Linked DNA regions of Oryctolagus cuniculus: region 2 is linked to region 1. Evidence: chromatin contacts called from public Micro-C data. All regions are on one chromosome and are shown on one strand. The core of a region is the stretch at or near the end of the contact, and the rest is flanking DNA. Distances in the headings are between cores, read along the strand shown.

The links. Hi-C and Micro-C count contacts between places; a contact is called where the count stands out from the background.
Region 2: a Micro-C map of ear pinna shows a contact between it and region 1, with 2.7 times the contacts expected there. The contact joins the promoter of H1-10 here to the promoter of RPN1 in region 1. A contact is called at or near these places in 4 of 6 Hi-C or Micro-C datasets (ear pinna, psoas muscle, skin fibroblasts and 1 more).

Annotation. Positions count from the first base shown.
Region 1 is chr10:111,238,992-111,244,944 of mOryCun1.1, reverse strand. RPN1 (ribophorin I) reads left to right here and starts at 2,616. Exons shown (of 10, transcript XM_002713159.5): 1 at 2,616-2,955. The coding sequence starts at 2,695.
Region 2 is chr10:111,382,538-111,388,490 of mOryCun1.1, reverse strand. H1-10 (H1.10 linker histone) reads right to left here and starts at 3,074. Exons shown (of 1, transcript XM_070051013.1): 1 at 1,671-3,074. The coding sequence starts at 2,737. The coding sequence ends at 2,099.

The DNA of each region.
Region 1 (5,953 bases), core at 1,367-3,866:
CATCATCCAGAAGTGGAGCAGCCAGAACTTGAACTGGTGCTCTGTTAGGGAATGTTGGGGTTGCAGGCAGTGGCTTAACTGCTGCAGCTGTACCACAATACCAACTCTGCCCCCCCCCCCACCAAATTCACTATTAACCAGTGTTTGGTGTGAGTATTTTTGTCTCATCCAAAAATTCATTGGAACTTTAATCCCCAATGCAACAGTAGCCTTTTGCAGGGGACTCATTGGGATTAGGTGCCCTTATTAAAGGGAGGGGAAACTCTGAGGATGCAGCATCAGGGGACCATCGTGGACTCTGGGAGCTCCTCTCTCCAGAGAGCTGAACTTGCTAGCACCTTGATCGTGGACTTCCAGCCTCCAAAACTATAAGAAGTAAAGTTTTTGTTCTTTATGAATGCCCCAATGTCACGTGCATCTTGTTGCAGCAGCACAAAACTAACATAGCTGGAATGTGGACAGTGCGGAAGAAGCAGAAGCACTCATCTTGGATCACGAAATGGAAGCCATGTGTTTAGGCTGGGAGAGAGCCACAACGAGGGGACCTGCATTTCTGGGTTCCCCAGGATTTTCACATGAGAAACCCATAAGCATCGTTCTTGTCTAGTACACGTTGTTTTTGAGTTTTGCAGTAAGTTTAACTGCTGTACCGCACACTACTGCACTAGTGTGAGTTTTGGATTTCTGTTGCTTGCCACCAAAAGGGCTTTGACTAATAAACAGCAGCAATTGGAGCGTGAAATGAAGAACTGATCTGAATACCCTTCTATGAGCACCTGGTGGGCTCTGCAGGTGAATTTGTTTCCTGTGACATCTGGGTAGCTCTGTCTTTGCAAAGTAGGGAAATCGTAATGTTTCACTGACCTACTGCTAATGTGTAGCGTGCCATTTTTCACACTTACTTTACTAAGTGTAAAAAATATTTCTATACCTTTTTACTGAGTCCCTGCAACACTTGCACACTATAGCAGTCATCATAGGGAAGGAATGAATCAAACTTTGGTGTTTCCCTTCCCTATAAAGAAAGGCAGGTGCACAGATAACCTCCAAAGTAACACAAAGTAAGAGATTAATTCTTGTCAATTATTTTGTAGAATTCCACTCAATTTTGTTTTTCTGATGTTTATATTGAAGTTATATATTTTCAGCAATTCTGTGGCAATGGCCACAGAGAATGGCAGGGTTCTTGTCTTTGCGCAAGAAAGAATTCAGGTGTGAGAAGAGAGTAGTGGTAAGTAAAGTAGCAAAGTTTATTAGGGAAGGGACATCCGTAAGAATGGATGGGCACCTCTCCAGACAGAACCTGAGAGAGAGCGCCCAGTCGCTCGGACTGGGGGAGAGCGGGGTTACATGGCTGAGTGGAGAGATTACACCTGGGCAGGCCTGGTGGGCAGCTCAGCAGAGAGGCAGAGGGCTGAGCATGCAGTCTGGTTGAGGCTGGGGGGTTTTTAAGGAGATGGGTCTTGCTTCCTCACCTCTGCTCCTGTTGGAACAAAGGACTTTTTGGATGTAAATAGAAAAACTCCTGAGTTTTCCCCCTGAAGTTATCAGACAGGGCGAAGCCTGACAGGCATTGCCTGGTTATTGAGCAGAAGGGGCTGGGCGAGTTTGAAGTGCAGATACTGGGCTGCATCTGGAAGATTATCAGACGGAAGGGGCGGGAACCCCCACCTGGCAGGTTACCGGGTAGAAGGGGGCAGGGCAGGATGCAAACCCTGGGCTTCCCCTGAAACGTTATTATCGGGATGACTTTGAGATGCATATGCTGGACATAGATGTTTTCTCTTTAGGCCTTTGTCACACACACATAAGCTCATATCTGACTTCCTACCTAACAGGAATAGCACAGAAATGAGGTACTAGGGCTGGAGTTGTTTCACAGCAGGTAAAGCCTGTGATGCGGCATCCATCTGGGCGCTTGTTCAAGTCCAGCTGCTCTGTTTCCAACCTAGCCCTCTGCTAATGGTCTGGGGAAAGCAATGGAAGATGGCCCAACTGGTTTGGCCCCTGCACCCACATGGGGGACTGGAAAGAAGCTCCTGGCTCCTGGCTTTGGCCTGGCCTGGCCCAGCCCCAGCTGTTGTGGCCATTTGGGGAGTGATCCAGGGGATGAAAAATATTCTCTCTCTGTAATTCTTTCAAATAAATAAATTAAAAAAAAGACAGAGGTGCCCTTTTCAGTGGTACCGGATGTTACTATATCCTGCACCTGGGGAGATCTACCTTGATCATTTGGTTAAGGTGGTGCCTGCCACAACTCGCCATTATAAATTAACTATTTTCTCCTTTGTAATTACTAAATATTTTAGGAGAACTCTGAGATGACGGATATCCTGTTTTTGCTTAAACTTTCGCCTGCTAATTTTCGCAGTTACTGTCGGATACGTTCTGGGTCTGAAGGGGCAGGAGAGGCAGTCATTGCAGTGGGAGAACGGCAGGAGAGGTGAGCGAGCCAGGCAAGGGTGGAAGGGCAGGGCGGCAACCACCACGCCGGTCGCCGAACAAAAGCTCCGAGCGGCGCTCGCCGTCAGGCGACCGGAGGGCCGCCCCGTTGCCCTGGAGACGGGGTCCTTTCCCGCCGGACGCCACCATCTTGTGGCGCCAGCCGGCGCCCAATGAGAGGCTGCGCGGTGGCGAGAGGCGGGGCGGCGGCGGCGGCTCTCGGCCCGGCCAGGCGCTCACTCGGTCCGGGTCATGGAGGCGCCCGTCGCCTGCTTGTTTCTGTTCCTGGTGCTCGGGGCCTGGGCCCCGGCGCCCGGCAGCGCCTCTTCGGAGCCACCGCCATTAGTCAACGAAGACGTGAAGCGCACGGTGGACCTGAGCAGCCACCTGGCCAAGGTGACCGCGGAGATCGTCCTGGCGCACCCGGGCGGCGGCTCCTCGTCCCGAGCCACCTCCTTCCTCCTGGCCCTGGAGCCCGAGCTCGAGGCCCGGTTGGCGCACCTCGGCGTGCAGGTGAGTGCGGGCAGGACCGCGCCGCCGCCCCGCGTGGGCACTTCCTGCTGCGCGGGGCGCAGGTCGCCCCACCGCGATCGCGCCCCTCTCGGCCCCCGAAAGTGCGGAGCCCGGAGCGACGCGCGGGACCCGGGGGTCTGCGGCCAGGCCCGGCACCCGCGAGGAGGCCGGGGGCGGCCGGGATCTGCAGCTGCAACGCGGCCCGTGCGCGCCCGCCTGCGGACTCGGACACGTCAGCACAAGCCGCCGCTCACGTGGGCCGCTCCTCGGGTCCAGCGGGCGACCCTCCTCTGCCTGCTCCGCGCCTGGGCAGCCCTGGCCCCACTCTGGCGTCCTGCGGCCTTGGCCGCACCTCGGCTCGGCGGCGCCCGGCAGGGTGCCTGCGTGCACCAGACTGGCTCGATCGCCCGCGTGGACGAAGAATAAATGAATCAAGATGGATTTCATTGCCTTAATCCAGTATCCGGGCCACTGTAGGTTCTAATTTCTGGACTTCATCCAGAACAATCAGACGTGACAGGTTTCAAGTATTCAAGTTTGTACTCACTTGAAACTCCTGTTAATATAACTTAGAAAAGTTGTTTTTTTTTTTTTTTCGTACTTGAAAGGCGGACAGCAAGAGCCATCTTCCATCCCCTGGTTCTCTCCCCGAATGCTCCCAACAGTCAGGGTTGGAGCCAGGAGCCCCGAGCTCTGGCACTGTCTGCTGCATTGGCGGCAGGGCCTAAGTACTGGTACTTAGTACCTACCGCTTCCCGGAGTGGACTGGCAGGGAGGTGGGCGGGAGGGCCGTGTCAGATACGGGGTGGGGATGTCCCACAATGCAGCTTCGCCCCCTGCCTGCCCCTCTGACACACTAATGAAGTTGCTAATGCACACTGTTTAAATATTAGAACTCTTCTTAAAGTTTTAAGAGGCTGGCCTTGGGGCCGGGACGCCTGCATCTGTTATGTCCTGGTTGCTGGACCGATGGTCCCGCTTTCTGCTAATGGCCTGGGAAAAGCAGTGGGCTGGAAAGGTCTCTCTCTTCCCCTACCTGTTCTCTTGTTAAATGGTTCTAAGTACGGACTGTGTGCTTCCGGGTATTTCCATGGATACATTTACCGCTCTCAAGGAAAGAAAATACCGGCTTTGGGAATAGAGGGAATATGCAAATGCAGAGGCTTGGTTTTTATTACTGTTTTCATTAAATAGTGTTCATTAAGTGATTACCCAATTATTTATTGAGAGAATAGTCATTACATTGTCACATTTCTTCTAAGCACGTCTTACTCTCCGACTTAATGTGTAGTTATAAAACTGGGTTTATAGAGGTGATGTTTCTGAAATGACTTCTGTTGCCGTTCATGCCTTGTCCATGATGAAACACAAGATTTTACGCAAAGGTTTGTGGAAAGATGGATCCAAACTTGCTGTAAATGTGCGTTGCCACCTTTGAAATTTTTGAATGTTAAATCTCGTCCTTTTATAACAGCAAGTTGTGACTTAGACCACAGCAGCAGCTCTTTATTCTGCCAAAAATAATCACACGAAATTAGTGTGTATTTTTTGTTGAGTTTGAACATGGGCATGCAGTCCTGTTAGCACAGTTCAGCTGATAAGCATACTCACCTCCAGGTTTTCTTGGATCTCTTAGTTTGTTCTCTCTCTCTGACAAGATAATCCTTTCTTACTGGATATCTACTCTATATCAGGTATTGTGGTAGGTGTTCTCACGTAACCCTCATAGCAGCCTTCTGAGGAGGAGTACAAGTTCTCCGGCGGCAGGTGAGGAGTCTGTCGCCTGCAGGTTAGGTAATTGGATCCTCTGCACGAAGTCCTAAAGTGAATAGTAAGTCAGGGCTCTGCTGCAGGTTGTCCCATACTTTTGTGTATGTTCTGTTGTGGCACATTGTCCTTTCTGGCCCTGGTGGCTGTGAGGTAGGGCTGTGTTGAGTTCTAAGACCTGCAGCTGGGGCTAGTGTTCGGCACAGCCGGTTAAACTGTTGCCTGCTTGGCCAGCATCCCAGATGAGCACCAGTTTGAGTCTTGGCTGCTCCGCTTTGAATGTAGCTCCCTGCTAATGCATGTGGGAAAGCAGTGGAAGATGGCCCACATATTTGGGCACCGGCCACCCATATGTTCCTCAATAGAGAGAAATTGGGGAGGGGTTCAGGGAGAGTACGTTCTATAGGCCGGCGCCGCGGCTCACTGGGCTAATCCTCCGCCTAGCGGCGCCGGCACACCGGGTTCTAGTCCCGGTTGGGGCACCGGATTCTGTCCCGGTTGCCCCTCTTCCAGGCCAGCTCTCTGCTGTGGCCCGGGAGTGCAGTGGAGGATGGCCCAAGTGCTTGGGCCCTGCACCCCATGGGAGACCAGGAGAAGCACCTGGCTCCTGCCATCGGATCAGCGCGGTGCCGGCCGCGGCGGCCATTGGAGGGTGAACCAACGGCAAAGGAAGACCTTTCTCTCTGTCTCTCTCTCTCACTGTCCACTCTGCCTGTCAAAAAAAAAAAAAAAACAGGGAGAGTACGTTCTATAAAAACTGAAGATAATTTACTGAAAATGTTTTTAGCAACCTCACCAATTTCCAAAGCAGTTGGTAGAAAATATACACTCTGTGTTACGTGTATCATCCAGTTGTTTCCCATGGCCACTGGGTTATAAAGTAGCACATGTATTCACTTAACTGGTCTCTCTCACACTACAGAATTAACAGATGATTTTTGAACCAATCAGGTAATGCGACTGCAAGTTTTTTTTTCCTTTTTTTAAAATTTGTTTGTGTATTTGAAAAGTGGAGTTAGAGGGAGGGAAAAACAAATCTTGTAGCTGCTGGTTCACTCCCTAAATGACCACAGCATACAGGACTCAGCCAGGGTGAAATCAGGAGCCAGGAATTCCATCCTGGTCTCCTTCTTGAGAGGCAGGAGCCAAAGTCCTTGGACTGCCACCTGCTGCCTTCCCAGGTGCATTAACAGGGAGCTGGGTAGGAAGTGGATCAGCCAACCTGCTGGTA
Region 2 (5,953 bases), core at 1,825-4,324, 140 kb before region 1:
CAAACCCTGGGGCTGGAGAAGCCAGATCCTCAGAGCCCTGTGCTGTGGCCTGAGAGTGGGTGCCCAGAGGAACAAACAGTACAGTGCTGTTAGCAGAAGGGCAGGCCGGTCAGCAGCGTTCTCAGGTGCTCAAGAAGCACGCCAGGCTCCTGGGGAGAAGTCGGCAAGCTGGGGGAGAGAAGGGGACAGGCGGCAGGGAGGCAGCGGCTTCAGATCCAGAGGCCAGCGGTGGAGGCAGATGACGCCAACAGCGAGGGGTAGATTCAGTGAGAAATGTGGAAAGGCAGTTAGGAATAAGGACAGCCCGCAGGGCACCCTGGGGCCCTGGAGTGCACAGGAATGTTCCCAAAGGACAGATGATCAACAGGGTGGGGGGCTTTGATCTGGGGAGGGAGTTCTGGGAGTACGCAGAGAAGCAGGCATGAGGCTAAGTGGCCCCTGAGTGTCCAGTGAACACCCGGGCAGGAAGCAGTGGCCACTGACAGCGTGTGGTCAGAAGCCTGGCTGCAGCAAGTGGCGCTCCCCAAGTCTGTCTCAATCTCAGAGCCACTTGTGGAGCTGCTCACAAAGCCAATTCCCAGGCCCCAGCCCCAGAGTGCGGACAACTGGGGTGAGCCTAGTTGGGATTGGAACAAAGTCTCCAAGTGCTTCTGGTTTAGGGCTGGAAGATGTAATCTGAGGCATCACATTGAGCTGGTCAGTAGCACCATTCCCACAGAATCCTGTGTAGGCCAAGGCCTCTCGTGCCCACTAGCTGCTGCTCTCCTACTGCCTAGCCCCAAAGAGCTTGGACTGGCTCAGCACCCGCAGGAAGATACCAGGCACACTGCTGCCCTGTCAGAACTGCAAGCAGATAGGGCTGGCAGGAAAATAGCCTGGCTCCAACCTAGGCCTCTCTCCTGGGTACCCAGAAGCCCTCAGACCCCAAATGGCCGCTGCCCAGTGTAGCTGTGCCCTCTTGCTGGTGTCTCCCACCCCTGTCAGGCTCCAAGGTCCCAGCTGGCTTCCAAGCAGCTCTCTGGAAGTCCATCTCCAGGGCAAGGTTGTCCCCACCCCCCCACTGGTGCATCCTGTCCACTGCTGTGGGCTTGGTGCCCAGCCGTGCATTGCGAGAGGAAGCAGCCCCCAGCCGGGTGTGACGTCTGGAGGGCAGTGACCCCTTGCCTAGGTGGCTGAGAGGTCTGTTTTGGGACCACACTTAGGCCAGGGGCAGGTGAGGGACACTAGCAGGCCGGCAGCTCCTGCCTTTCACCCAGGCTTGCCCGGCCTGGACAAGAGCGACCCCACCAGGAGAGAACCTTCCCCTGCTCCCACTGACCCCAGGGTTGGCTGGCTGCAGAAGAGACCCCCGCCTAATGTCCACTGGAAAGACAACCAGTTCCTGTAATGGACACCAGGGTGTCCACCAGCCAGGGCCATTCCTTCCCAGCAAAGCCTGGCGTCCCCTGCCCGTCTCAAACTAACAAGCGAAAGGCAGCCAGAGAGTGAACGCGGGCTGGAGTGCGCCGAGAGGCCGAAGCCAACTGCCCAGCGCGCCTCCCGAGGCCGCCCACACCCTGGCGTCCACCCCAAGCGTCCCGGGGCTGCCGGGACCTCCCGCATCGTCCCGCGAGCCCGCCCCCCGGGTGCGAACCCCCCCAACACACACACTGCAAGAAAACGAGCGCGGCTCAAAGGTTCAGACAATTTATTGTGCCCCGCAAAAAGGCCCCCGGGGACGACAAGCGCCGCGCAGCCCCGAGCCGCGGGCCACCGCCCGCCCGCCGCACCCGCAGGCGGGGGCGCAGGCAGCCGGGGCGCGCGCCGCCGCCGCCGCCCAGCGAGCCCGGACCGGGCCGCCCAGCGCTTGCGCCCGAGCGGGCGGGCGGCGGCCGCGGCCATTGGCGCCCAGGGGCCGGTAACCATAACGACGGCCGTTGCCAAGGGCGAGAGCCAATGGGGGCGTCGCCAGGGCTGTTTCAAAAACCTAAAGCAAACAACGAAAAAAAAAAAAAAACCGCTACGCCGGTGGGGGAGGGGAGGGAAGGCCCGGGGCCGAGATGGAGCGGCCCGGGCCGGGCCGGGCTGCAGCGGACGCGGGCGGGCTAGAGGGGCGCGCTCACTTGCGGCCCTTGGGCACTTTGGGGACGCTGGGCTTGGCCGCCTTCTTCACCTTCTTGCCCGCGGCGGCCGCCGCCTTCTTGGCCTTGCTGCCTTTGTCCTGCTTGGAGGCGGCGCCCTTCTTGTGCGAGCGCTTCTCCGGCTTGGCGCCCTTGGCGGGCTTCCTGTCCGCGCGCCGCGGGGCTGCGGCGCCCGCGGCCGCCTTCTTGGCCTTGGGCGCGGCGGCGGGCGGCGGGGCCCCGGCCGCGGCCCCGCGCCGCTCCCCGCTGCCCTCCAGCTTCTTGCGGTTCAGCTTGAACGAGCCGTTGGCGCCCGTGCCCTTCACCTGCAGCAGCGTGTCGTTCTGCACCAGCGCCTTGATCGAGTACTTGAGGTAGGTGCGCCCGTTCTGCTGGTCGAACCACGGCACCTTCTTGGCCTCGGCGTAGATCCTGGCCAGCGACGAGCCGTTGCGCTCGCCCAGCCTGCGGATCGTCTCCACCACCAGCTGGCTGTACTTGCCCGGCTGGTTCTTCTTCTTGCTGTTCTTCCTCTTCTTCGACGGGGACAACGCCGCCGAGCCGCCGGCCTTGGCCGCTTTCTTGGCCGCCCCCTCGGCGGTCGTGGGCGGCAGGGCCTCCTCTAGCTCCACGGACATGGTGGCGAGCGGGTTGGTGGCGGGCGGGGCGCGGAAGCCGGGGGGCCGCGCCGGGAAGAGGAAGGCGAGGGGCCGAGGGGGCGCCGGGGGGCTGGGGGCGCGCGGCGGCTCCAGGCGGGAGCGGCCGCGGCCGGGCCTGGGGCCGGGCGGCAGGGCTGGGGTGGGGGCCGGGCCGGGCCGGAGCGATGCGGAGCGGGGCGAGCCTGGGGGGTGGGGCGAGCCTGGGGTCGGGGTGAGGGTCCGAGCTGGGGCCGGAGAGGGTCGCGGAGCCGAAGATGGAAAGCGCCGAGCCGCCGCCGCCGCCGCCGCCGCTGCTGTTGCTGCTGGAGGAGATCGCCAGGCGCGCGCGCTGCGCTCTGGCGACGAGGGCGCTCTACTCCGCTTTTATAGCTCGCTGGCGGACCACGTTGAGAACAACAACAGCCTGGTCCGGAGCCAGCGCAAACTTGTGCTTCTTCGAGCCCCTTTCTCAGCCACTGGCTTCCCGGACTGCGCCTCCACGGCCCCGTGATGCGCTCGGCGGTGCACCCCGGACGGGGCCCGAGCCCACGGCGCCAAGCAGAGGCGTCCTGCGCCCAGGGAGGGCTCAGCAGAAGGGGACGGAGCGGCGCACCCCGGGCTGCGGGAGCGCGCGAGGAGGGGGGCACCCCTTTTGGGAGCGAATAGCGCAGGCCCCGGGCGAGGCCGCGCCGACACGGGCTTTGCAGGCGGCAGCCAAGAGTGTGCCACGGGCACCCAAGCCCTGGCCCGGCCCAGGGGCCCCTGGCCTGGCCGCAGGACCAGCTTTAATTCGTCCCAACTAACACAGGGCACGCCCTCACGCGGTCGGCCGGGGCAGCGAGGAGCGCCCAGGACGTCCCCGAGGGGTCTCCGCCCGACCCACAGGGGACGGAGGGTGGGAGGCTCCTCCCGCCTCTGCCTGCAACTCTTCTTGTGCTCTGGGGACCTGGGCACCACACGGGGCGCGACGGGTCGACGGCCGGGGCTCCGGCGGGGACGTGGTCTGGCCGCACCCCCTCCAGCCGACGCTCCCAGTGATACGTAGACGCTGCGGGGCTCCCCAGAGCCACGCGACGGCTGCGGGGGTGGCAGGCGGGCCAGGGCGTGGTGGAGACCCCCCCCCCCCGCCCAGAGGAGTTCCCGGGAGACCTGGGGTGGGGATGGCAGGGAGAGCTGATCTCCCGTCCGGAGGGAGCTCAGCGGAGGGGCGCAGGGGCGTGGGTCCTGTGCAGGGGCTTCCCTTGCGTTCGGGCGCTGCTGTCTTGGGGCAACCGGCGAGTTCCTCCAGGGGAAACTCGTGCAAGTCTGCGGCCCCAAGCTCTGCTTGGGGGGGGTGCAGAAGGTGCCCCAAAAGGTCAAAAACGCCTAGGCAAGGCAGAGAGTGGGGGAGACGCTGGGGAGGGCAGTGAGTGATTCCGGAGCGCGGGGCCGTGGGCGCCGCAGACCCCAGCACGCAAAAGGCCATGGGGAGCGCAGCACGCCAGCCGCCTGGGGTTCCCAGGGCCAAAGAGAGGGGCATTTTCATGTGAGGAAAGCTGGGAGCCCTGAGATCCGAAAGTTGGGGGTGGGTGCATGTGTTGGAGCCCTGTCAGGCCTGGTTCTCTGGCTGACCCCTTTCACAGACCCCTCCCATTCTGCACACTTGACAAACTGGTAAGGGAGGCCCTGGAGATGAGGGAACCGAGGCTGGTGGGGAAAGCTGAGGCTGGACAGGTTGAGCCTCTTGTGGGGCTGGAGGGTGGGTGTCAATGGACTTCAGGCCCCAGGGTGATAGGTACACAGAGAAGAGAAGGTGGGTGACAGCCCAGGTCCCTGCAAAGGAAGCCTTGAGGGCCTTGGACCACAGACCCAAGACCATCTCATCCCCATTTCCTGTACCCTGGGGAACAGGTTTCTGGAAGGCCGCCCCACTGCCACCCCTGCCCGCTGAGCCCAAGTGGTGGAACTGGCCCAGTCTGGGAGGGCTCCCCAGAACAGCGCCTCCCAGGGACGCAAGGGGGTGTGGCCACCCTGGGGTGGTCCTGGGCCAGCGCACATGGAGATGGGATGGGAAGAGGGAGACCCAGAAGAGAGCCCCCACCCCCGGGAACTAGGTGGGCTCTGTGCCAGGCAGAGGGCGTGGGAAGAGGGTGCCGCCCTGATGGAGTCCAGCAGCGGCAGCCAGGGTGCACGGGGGTCCTGGAGCAGGGAAGGGCAGGTGCTCAGTGGGGGATAGGAAGAAGAGTCAGAGAGCAAGGAGGGAGCCATGTGTACCGGTGGAAGCTGACAAGGAGAGAGTTTCAAGAAAGGAGGGCTGGTCACATGGCCCCCGGCTCTCACAGGGGTGGCAGAGCTGGACAGGCACCAGTTATCTATCGGGCCACCAAAGCCTAGCCAAGGCCCCCGCAAGTCCATGTGATTGAGGGAAAAAAATGCAGGGACATGTGAGGGTTTGTCGAGGAGGCAGGGGCCTGCACCCAACACCCCCAGCACCTGCTCAGTGAGGGGCAGGAGGGCTCTCCTGCCCTGGGGACGAGGCCTGGCCATGACTGGCGGAGGGGCCCGAAGCATGAAGGAGGACACAGGAGATGGGGCTCCGCACAGCTGCGAGTGCCCGTGTGCTTTGGCCCAGAGGTTAATGCTTGTGGAGCAGAGCTCGGCTTGGGAAGGTGGGTGGCACCCACTGCTCTCAGTACACAGGTGAGGCACTGAGGCCTGCGGGAGGAGGTTCGTGGCTTTGCCCAGCTGGACAAGAGTCTGCCCTTCAAGGATGCCTCCCAACCCACACTACTGCTGTCCCTCCCCCACCAAGAAGCCCCCGGGGCGCGAAGACTCCACGTAGCCAACAATGGCCAAAAAAAGGCGTGAGGGGCATCGGAAGTGGGCACCTGGCAGATGGGGCCCTGGGCCTGCTCTGCGCAGCGTCTGGCTGGCTGGCTGTCGCTGGGTCCTCTGCCCCAGGGCGAGCTTGTCCAGTCCTGGGGCTCCAGATGCTATGCACTGTCCTGCCCAGGGGGCTGCCTCTGCCGGTGCCCGCTCCTGTCCTGTCCCCGCCGTGGGCAGCGGCGCAAGGTGTCCAGTGCATAACAAATCTTCCCAGGCAGACGAATCAAGCAATTCACAAGCTTTTATTGGTATTCCACTCCCGGGCGAGGTTCCCCAGTCCCAACAGAGCGTCAGAGGCTGGGAGGGCTCCTTCTGAAGTAGGCAGGCATACAGGTTAAAATTGATCAGATT